Linked DNA regions of Mus musculus: region 1 is linked to region 2. A link is a contact called in public HiChIP or PLAC-seq data. All regions are on one chromosome and are shown on one strand. The core of a region is the stretch at or near the end of the contact, and the rest is flanking DNA. Distances in the headings are between cores, read along the strand shown. Region 1 holds the start of Efna2 (ephrin A2). Region 2 holds the start of Prtn3 (proteinase 3).

Evidence for each region. HiChIP or PLAC-seq counts read pairs in DNA pulled down with a chosen protein or histone mark.
Region 1: a contact with region 2 is called in an H3K4me3 HiChIP or PLAC-seq map of neural tube, with 2.5 times the contacts expected there. The contact joins the promoter of Efna2 here to the promoter of Prtn3 in region 2. A contact is called at or near these places in 10 of 39 promoter capture datasets (cranial neural crest, embryonic stem cells, hematopoietic stem and progenitor cells and 5 more), 6 of 115 datasets of contacts at active chromatin or transcription factors (craniofacial prominence, embryonic midbrain, embryonic stem cells and 2 more) and 4 of 9 other capture datasets (adipose tissue, embryonic stem cells, liver and 1 more).

What each region holds. Positions count from the first base shown.
Region 1 is chr10:80,177,593-80,182,380 of GRCm38.p6, reverse strand. Efna2 (ephrin A2) reads right to left here and starts at 2,899. Exons shown (of 4, transcript NM_007909.3): 1 at 2,491-2,899. The coding sequence starts at 2,618.
Region 2 is chr10:79,876,423-79,881,101 of GRCm38.p6, reverse strand. It overlaps Prtn3 (proteinase 3), which reads right to left and starts at 1,435. Exons shown (of 5, transcript NM_011178.2): 1 at 1,360-1,435; 2 at 509-674; 3 at 1-66. The coding sequence starts at 1,426.

The sequences.
Region 1 (4,788 bases), core at 1,650-4,149, 300 kb before region 2:
CTTGAGCCGCTGTGTCACATAAAGTCTGCGGCAGCCAGCTCCATGCTGACACACATCCCGGGTTCCCCCAGAATTGTGGAGGAGAACATGCAGCCGCAGACCACTGCAGACTCCATGAACACAGGTGCCCGAGCTGGGGCAGAAGCCACACTAGCCACAGTTAGGCCATAGAACAGCCGAGCGGTCAGCACCGGGGGGTGTCCTGGTCAGTCCTGGTAAGCAGGGGGCATCTGGGAATAAGTCTAGAGATCCACATAGGTCAGGACAGCGAGCCTGCTGGGCTGGTCAGACCTGGATAGGGGCTTTCAGGGGTGCCTGGGCAGGGGGATGGAGTGACCCATTGTGGATGTCCACCCTTCTCTGCAGAGCCATCACCCCTGGGAAATGCACACATAATCAACAGCCTTTGGGCAGCTGTGGCTGGCCCGGTGGCAGAGAACATGGCCGATGTGTGTATATACCCGTCCTAGTTGGACAGGCACTGTACCCTACACGGATGTGGGTGCTCTGGAACAAGTCCACCCCTCCCCCACTTGTGTTCACAGTGTCTTTTGTGTGTGACCCATACTCAAGCTCGGGGTCCCAGCGTCCCCTACATTTTATGTCATCCCCATCCTGCTGTACCTCAGCTCCCCAGACTGTACCCTGATACTGGGCCCCCTTAGATGCCAACCTGGAATCTTCCCTGTATCACCCACCCACGAACACCCATTGAATCTTAAGATTCCACAGCACACACACACACCCCACCATGTGCTGTGCCAATGACAATGTCATGGGTAAAGCTGGGGTATGGTGGTCATCTGTCCTCAGGCCCCACTGTCGGGTGCTCAGCAGGGTCAACAACAGAAAGAAACCCAAGGAAGAGACAAGGACCTAGGAGCCCTCCAAACACACACACATACACACACACACACACACACACACACACACACACACACACACACACATACAACCTTAGGGGTTGGCTCTGCTACCTGCCTAGCTGTCTGTCCTCTCAGGCAGCCTGCCCTGATACACAGCAACAGGAGGTGGCAAGCCTGAGCTGGACCCTGGTGGTGGCAGGGGACACCTCCATCCTTCCAGAGTCAGGGTTCCAGCCTGCAGCCCCATGACCGTGTCTCCACGGCAAGTAAGGCCATTAGGGGCAGCCATGACCCTTTTCCTTCTTCTCCATACCCCCTCCCTCCATCCTCTGTGCTTTTTCCAGACAAAGGACAGGCCATACTGGGGACAGAGACTCCACAAGCTAAAACTAGAAAACTTAGGCCAAGGAAGTCTCACCCTGCTCCCTGCACGGCCACTGAGTGTTAATCAAACCCACATGTGACCAGTGTAGCTGGCGGGCCGTGGGGGTAGGGGGCCCACTGAGCGATGGTCCTGCCAGGTTGCTGAGAGGACCTGGGGTCCCTGCCCTCAGCCCAAAGGAGCTGACCTCACAGCTCTGCCTTGATGGTAGGGGACAGAGAGCTCCCACTCCCACCGAGAGACACTGTTGGCCCTTGTGCCACAGCTTGCCTCAAAGACCACCTTTTTTTTGCAACTTTCTGTTGATGGATCAAGAGGGCAGCTTGGCTGATCCATCAACTAAGTTCCTCACTGGCCAGCCTCGGACACATGGGGACTCTCGATCTATACTGCACCCAAGCCTTGGAACCCCAAAGCCTATCTCCCAAGACACCCTCCAGCATGCCCCCACTTCTGAGACCCTTCTGACCCGGAAGGTTCTATGCTTTCCAGAATGTGGTCAGTGGCTGTAAACTTTTTACTCAGCCTGTAACAGTGGCTTCTGCTGTGTCCCCTGACTGTACCCAGTGCCTGGCAGGGTCTGACCCATGGGGTGCCACCAAACAGACAGGCAGGACCCGGTGCCTTGCTGGGTGTGGCAGGCTGGGTACCACCAGGGTCTCCAGCCCTAGCACCAGTTCTCTGGGCATGACCTTGAGGCAGCCCCTCCTGGCTCCTGCACCTCAGTTTCCCCCCGCAGCTACAAAGGTGGAAAACGATAAGCCTAGGCTGCACCCCTCAAACTGACCTCCGTCGCTTTGGTGCCTGGTCCCCTCTGTTCCTCTAAAGTGTCTGGGGGATTGGAGCACCCCTTGGAGTGAACGAGTGAACATAGGGGTAGAAAGGGGATTTTGTAACTTCCCCAAGTTCATCTGGAGAACCAAAGACAGGACTCTCAGAACCTTCTCAAAAGAGCCAAGTCCGGGGATTCCTTGGGTGGAAGGGAAGTCCCCAGGGATATTTGCCAAACCCTCAGCCCTCCAGGGTGCTCCCTCCTCCAAGAGGCCAGGGGTTCAAGGGTGTCCCCCAAGCAAGTACAGAGAAGGAACTCCTGAGTCTGAGGGTGCAGAGGGCTTCCCCCAAAGTCCAGGAGCTCTTGGGGGAATACTAGGCACCCCCGAAGTTCAGGAGGAGGTCCGTGCGCTGCAATCCCCAGGGCTGGGGCCTCTTGGGGTCCCCGGGGGTTCCCCCAATCAAGCTCACCTGGGGTTGCTACGGTTCCAGTAGACTGCGTATCGGTCAGCGTTGGCCCGGGCCGGGTCCTCGTTGCGCGCACGCAGCGGCAGCAGCAGCAGCAGCAGCGGCAGCAGCGGGCGCTGCGCGGGCGCCATGGCCCCGGTGCTGCCGCCGCGCTCGCTCCCTCGCTCTCCAGCCGCCGCCTGGCCCCGCCGTCTCCGCCTCCGCCTCCGCCGCCGAGCGGGCGGAGCGCCGCGCGCGCTTGGAGATCTGCCGCCCCGCCTCTGCGCGCGGCCCCCGCCGTAGACCGCGGGCGCCGAGAAACCAGGCGGCGGCGGCGGCGGCGGCGGCGGCGGCGACGGCGGCGCGGGGCAGAGGCCCGAGCGGTGCACTGCGCAAGGCGCTCTCCCGGGTTCCCCGGGCGCGGGGGCTCCCCTCGCCTTTGTCCCCGCTGGAGCGTCTTGGAGGGTCGCGGGCGCCCCCTCCCGCCGCGCCCCGGACCCTCCAAGCCTCTGCCCGGGCCCCGCCCCGGCCAGACTCGCGCAGACTCTGCCGCGGATCCCCAGGGTCCCGCCCTAGCCTCCCGCATCGGGAAGGGGACCCCAGAGCGCTGAGCTTGTGCGGGGGTGGGGGGGCTTTGTGGCCCCACCCTGGGTAGGTTGTAGCGAAGTGCTTGTTTGCGCCGCGCCTGGCATCTCAGTACTTAGGAGGCTGAGGCAGGAGGATTGACGCGAGTTCCAGGCCATCCTAGGCTACAGTGTCAGATCAGATCTGATAAAACAAAGAAGTCGTAGGCCAGTTGTGGTGGTGCACACCTGCCCTCCCAGCATTCGGGAGGCTGAGGCAGAAGGATCAGACATTCAAGGTCATCCTCGGCTACATAGAGGGTTCTAGGCCAACCTGGGCTACATGAAACCGCAGCAGAAAAGAACTAAAGTTCCAAGTCACCCTTTCCTAGCTTTCCATCCTCCTCGACTGTACATCCTTGAGGCCTCTGGGAGTCACTTCAGGAACTCTGGGAATCACCCCAATTCCTGGCAGGTGAAAGGACACTCGCTCGCTTGCTCGCTCAGGGAGGGCTTTCCCTACAACACCTAGATCAGAGCTGTGTGAACCAGATGGGTTTGCTGGCTTGTTTTTCACTTGCTGGGTCCTGTGCTTGGTGTTGGGGACCACAGAGCAGTTGGATTCTAAAATGTCCTTCTGTGTGCGGACTGGGAAAAGCTAAAGCTGGCCAGTGTTATTATTACCTGGGACCAAAAAGGCCAGGGTGGCACTGTAGAAATTAGATATGTGGCCTTCTGTGACAAGTTCCCCACATGCCACACACATAAACATGTGTTCACTTGTGCTTGTGTGTACACACACACACACACACACACACACTGGGTGGGCACAGATGTGAAATCTTTACCCAGACCTGGAAGTGCTCTGTCCCCACTCTCCACTGAAATATGTCTCTCCTCTTTGTAGGCCCGGCTTTACTTGGGGACCTGAACTTGGCTGTCAAGGGTATTCTGGGATTTCCAGGTCAAGCCCTGGTGGCACCCACAGGACACAGGGCCACATGTCTAAGCATTCTGCCCATAAAGGTGAATGTTGGGGAGCTGCCCTGTCTGGGACATGAGCACCCCCTTTGCAATGGGGAGGGCAACCAAGAGGGTAGTCTCATCTACTAGACTGTATCTGTTAGGTTCTCAATCACCAGGGCCAGTCACAAGGACACCTAGCAAGGAGGCCACATCACCAGGCCTCATTTGCATGCTGGGGCCACCGAGTTGAGAGCTGCCTGCCGCCAGTGGATTTGAGCAGAAAGCTTTGCCTTCTGTTCTTGTCTGTTGTCTCAAGGTCAGATCCAGAGTGAGGACAGGAACAAAGGCGGCTGTCCCCCACTCTACCTCCCAAGCCTGCCTGTCGCTCCTGAGGACACACAGATGAGGGGAGAGCAGGGCCTCAGAAGGCCTTTTGTTCCAGGGAGCCCTGCCTGGCCACCATAGTGACAGGGAGCCTAGGAAGTCCCATGCCCTCCGCAGGCATCCTGCCTCAGACCATGAGGCCAGTGGTCACTGGAAATAAGACCCTGCCTTGGAGATAGTCAGAGGTCAGGGGCCTACCATGGAGACAAGCATCAATGAAGGTCAGGAGTTACCAGGGTCAAAGGTGGCTTCAGATCCATCAGGTGAGATCTGTTATGGGATATCTGGGTCCTTCAACCATCTGCTGGGGCTGTGTGCTCAGGCCATTGCTCACCCTATGATTCAAACCCACACTGACGGTCTTCAGTGGCCCTGGGCCAACCCTGTCTCCAGGCTTCACTCATCAACC
Region 2 (4,679 bases), core at 186-2,685:
TGCTGCTCAGGCTCCGAGCTCAGCAGGTCGTGGGCACCCAGCACCACTGTCACAAGCTGCCAGGAGCTGCAGTGAAGGTTGTGGGATGTTGTTTGTTGTAGGGAAAGGGATGGAACCCGGATCGATCCTTCAACACGTTACCAAGTGCTCCACCCCTGACCACGCCCTCTGGGAGGAATCCAGGTGGGGCTCTACCATAACCACGCCCCCTAGTCGCTCACTGGGGGATTCTAGGCAGGTAGGAGGAACTCTACCCTGACCGTGCCCACAGACCCTTCCCTGGGGAATTCTAGAAGGGATATTTACCCTAACCACTCCCCTATCCCCTTCACTGGGGGATTCTAGGTGAGAGAAAGTCTCTGTTGAAATAATCTCCTGGAGAACGCATGGGGAAGAGCTGAGGCAGGTCTAGAGGGAGCCTTTGGAAGGGGAAGAGACTATGAGGTACCCATCCAGGGCTTTGCTGTCAGTTCAGACCTGCCACTCCCTCGCTGTCTCCTGAACTCACATGTCCTGCAGGCAGTGGGCGGCTGTCAGCACGAATCTCGGGTGGATCAGGGTGCCACCACAGAAGTGGCTCCCAGGGAACCTGCTCAGCTGCAGGGATGCCACATAAGGCCGAGAGTGGGGCCGAGCCTCGTGCCCACCTACAATCTTGGAGGCCTGGACTGCGCCTAGGGGAAGTAGGTGTCAGGAATGCAGCCTGAAGGGTTCCAGCCATGAGAGCCACAGTCTGTTCTACCTATGGTTTTAAAGTGACCTGTGCCTGGGGAGGAGTCGGGGGCTGACTTGAGTCTACACGTATTATTTTGTTTTGAGATAGTGTCTCACACTGTGGTCCAGGGTGGCCTTGAACTCAGCGAGATCTGCATGCCTCTGCCTCCCAACTGCTGGGATTAAAGATGTGCGCCATTCAGCTTGGCTGGTAATTCCTGATTCCCTGGAAATTCCTCCCTGCAGTGAGAGTCCGTGGGCGGCACACATACAGTAAGAACCCATCAAGGGCTGAAGCTGGTGTTGGGTTCAGTGGGTAGAGTCGTGGCTTACACGCACAAAGCCCTAGGTCCCACATCCAGTGCCACAGAAACACAGCATGGGAGCTTGCTACCCCAGTACTGAGATGAGGCATGAGGGCCAGGAGGTCAAAGCTGATTTGCTATAATGTAGCAAAGGCCAGCCTGGGCTACTTAAGACTCTGTCTAAAAAAGAACCCTAAAACAGAAGGAAAGCAGTCAATGCCCCCTCTCATTCTTTCCTTCCCAAGCATTTAACCAGGGGATGCCCTGACCTTCCCAGCTATTCTAGGAAGGTGCTGGTTAATGAACAGCTCCCCACCCCCCCACCCACACACACACTCACCACCAACCACCAGGGCAAGCAGCAGGAAGGGATGGATCCCCTTGGGGGATGGGTAGCTTCCAGCCATGGCCAGGCTCCTGGCATCCTGCTTGCTGGGGCCCTCTTATAGCCCAGCTCTGCCGGGAGCCGTTGAACAGTGGCTAAAGGCTGGGCTGTGGGTCCCACTTCCTCCTTCCAGTTTGGGGGCCCAGGAATGTTTGCAGTAGGGCAGGACGCAGGGGGTCTCTCTGGAGGCACAGGAAGCCCTCTGCCACCCAGAGCGTGCTGAGGGTCCTGGGACAAGCCACTTTAGTACCCACTCAGCTATGATCCACAGATCCTGTGATACACCCCCCATCGATGACCCTCCCCATTAATAACCTGCCTAGATTTTACTTTGGGAGTTCATTATTTCTCCTCTAATGTTGTAGTGTGTGTGTGTGTGTGTGTGTGTGTGTGTGTGTGTATGTGTGTTCATTTTAAACAGGGTTGCATGTAACCCTGGCTAGCCATGAACTCACCACGTATCCAAGGTTCCTTCTGCCTCAGCCTCCTGCACGCTCGGATGACAAGTATGCACTTCTGCACTGGGATAATTTCCTATTCTTTTCTCTTTACTGGTTTTTTTTCATATAAATATATATATTGTGTGTGTGTTTTATTTCTTTTTAATTTATATATCTTAAATTTTTTAATCTTTCTTTCTCTCTCTCTCTCTCTCTTTCTTTCTTTCTTTCTTTCTTTCTTTCTTTCTTTCTTTCTTTCTTTCTTTCTTTCTGCATAGGCATGTGTGGATGCACATGCATAGAGTGGCCTGAGGTTGACACAAGGTATCTTCCTCAGTGACTCTCCACCTTATATTGAGGCAGGGGCTCTCTCTAAGGTTTCAGTCAATCAGCTCTCTAGCTTGTTGGGGGAGAGGTGTCCCTGTCTTCTTCTGGGCCTCCTTACACAAATGCTCGGAAATACAGGAGGCTGTCTCCGCTGTGGACACGGGTTCTGGGGACTGGAACTGCAGCCCTCCCTTCTGCCATAGTGCTTTACCCACTGAGCTATCTGGCCCTTTCCCTCCCCATCCACCCCTGTTTATTAAATCCCAAACCAACATCAATCCTCCTGCCTCTGTGCTGGGATCACAGAGCAAATATATTCATTTATTATAAAATAGTCTAGCACAGCAATGGTGGCACACGCATTTAATCCCAGCACTCAGGAGGCAGAGGCAAGAGGAGCTCTTGTGAGTTCGAGGCCAGCCTGGTCTACAGAGCGAGTTCCTGGACAGCCAGGGCTACACAGAAACCCTGTCTCAAACCTAAAAAAAAAAAAATCAATAAATGAAATAGTCTAAACCCATAGAACACTGGGATACAGCCAAGTATTGAGCACTTGCTTAGGCTGCATAAGGCCCTGAGTTCCATCCCAGGAGTACAAAGTTAATGCATTCATTCCTATATGAACGAACTTCTCCATGTGTGCATGTGTGTCGTGTCTGCACAGCGGGTCGGAGGATAACAGTCAAGAGTAAGTTCTCTCCGTCCACTGTGTGAGTCCCCAGAACTGAACAGAGACCCTGAGGTTTGGCAGCAAGCGCCTTTCCCCACTGAGCCATCTCAGTGGCTCATAAATAAGGAAGGAAATTCATTAAGTTAAAAGAATAAACCACACGAAGAGAAAGAAACCACAGACCTGGGGGGCTGGAAAAAAGGAAAAGAGAGAAAGAAAAGGTTGTGTGGTTTCATTTTGAAATGAAGCCTTGCCGCTGGCAGAGGTCCGCAGGCTTCCGGGACTTGCCTCTCTGTTCCCGGACTTCTTACACAACACAACGGCTGCATGACTCTGGACCATCGGACCATCGCCAATCCTTCCCCCGCCCCTTCCTGCTTGAGGCCATGACCCCGAGTCCTCAGCATCTTTTGTGCACTTCAGGGTTCCCTGGGTGGTAGAGTCCCCAGCGTCCCCGCTCTTCAGAGAGAATGCACTGAGCTTCTACACCTGGTTCTGTCTCATGCTACTCAGGAACCATGATGTGGGCTATGTCCTGGTCAGGGCTAAGTGCACCTCTGAGAACTGTCTATTTATTCGTCCCATCATTTTAAGACAAGGTCTCATGTAGCCCAGGTTGGCTCCAGATTCCCTACGGAACTGAGGATGACCTGGAACTCACTCTGTAGACCAGGTTGGCCTCAAACTCAGAAATCTGCCTGTTTCTGCCTCCCAAGTGCTGGGATTAGGACCTTGAACCTCCTCTTTCAGCCTCTTGGCTGTTGGAATTACAAGGAAGAGTATGAACTCAGCCTCCTGCCCTTGCTCTGAACCTACCCATGATCCTTCAGTGCCTGACTGACAGCCAAACTCCTCAGCTAGGCCATGTGTCTGCAAGAGTCCACTTTCCCCAACTGCACATGGAGATCCCGCCCTGGAAGACTCTGAGTGCCCCTCCCCCACCTGTCCCCTGCAAGCCACTGCTTCCTCTTTCTCCCCAGGACCATCAGTTAGAGGCCTTCTTTCAACACTAGAATTCCCAGGGGTTCATGCAAGCTCCTCCACTATTGACAGGGAAACTGAGGCTCAGGGCTTGTCCAAGTTTCTCTGCCCCCCTTTTGGGCTTCTGTACCCTCAGACCCCTGAAGTGTCATGACTGTGTGGGACTTACCTGGGCTCTGCTACCCAGGAACTGTGGCCAAGAGCTGCTCCCTGAGGATTGATCCACCCCTTCCCCTGGACACGGGTGGATGGTGACACCTTGGGCCTGTATGAGCCACTCTGACCTTCTTCTCTGTCATTTGTTTATTTTTTTTTTTTTTGAGACAGGAACATGGGGTCTCTCTGTGTAGCCCAGGCTGGCTTCAAACTCAGAGATCTAACTGCCTCTGCCTCCTGAGTGCTGGGGCTAAGGGCGTTGCCACCACCGTCCAACTCTTGTGCATGTTTTTATAAACAGTCACCTGTAATCTAGACTGGCCTGGAACCCTATATAGACAAAGATTACCCTGAACTTTTAATCCTCCAGCCTCTACTTCCCGAGTGATAGGACGACAGGGGTGACGTGACCTGCTCTATCTGCCATTGCTGTTCTTCTGAGACAGTGTCTTACTCACCTGCAGTCCAGGCTGGCTTGCAATTCATGACAATCCTTCTGCCTCAGCTTCCTAAGCTGGCACAACAGGTTTGTGCTACAATACCTAGTCTGATTTTTAGATTTACTTATTTTATTTTATATGTGTAAGTCTTTTGCCTGCCACTGTGTCTCGTACTACATGTGTGCCTGGTGCACACTGTGAACAAAAGAGGGCACCTGATTCCCTGGGGCTGGAGTTACAGTGAGCCCCATGTGGGTAATG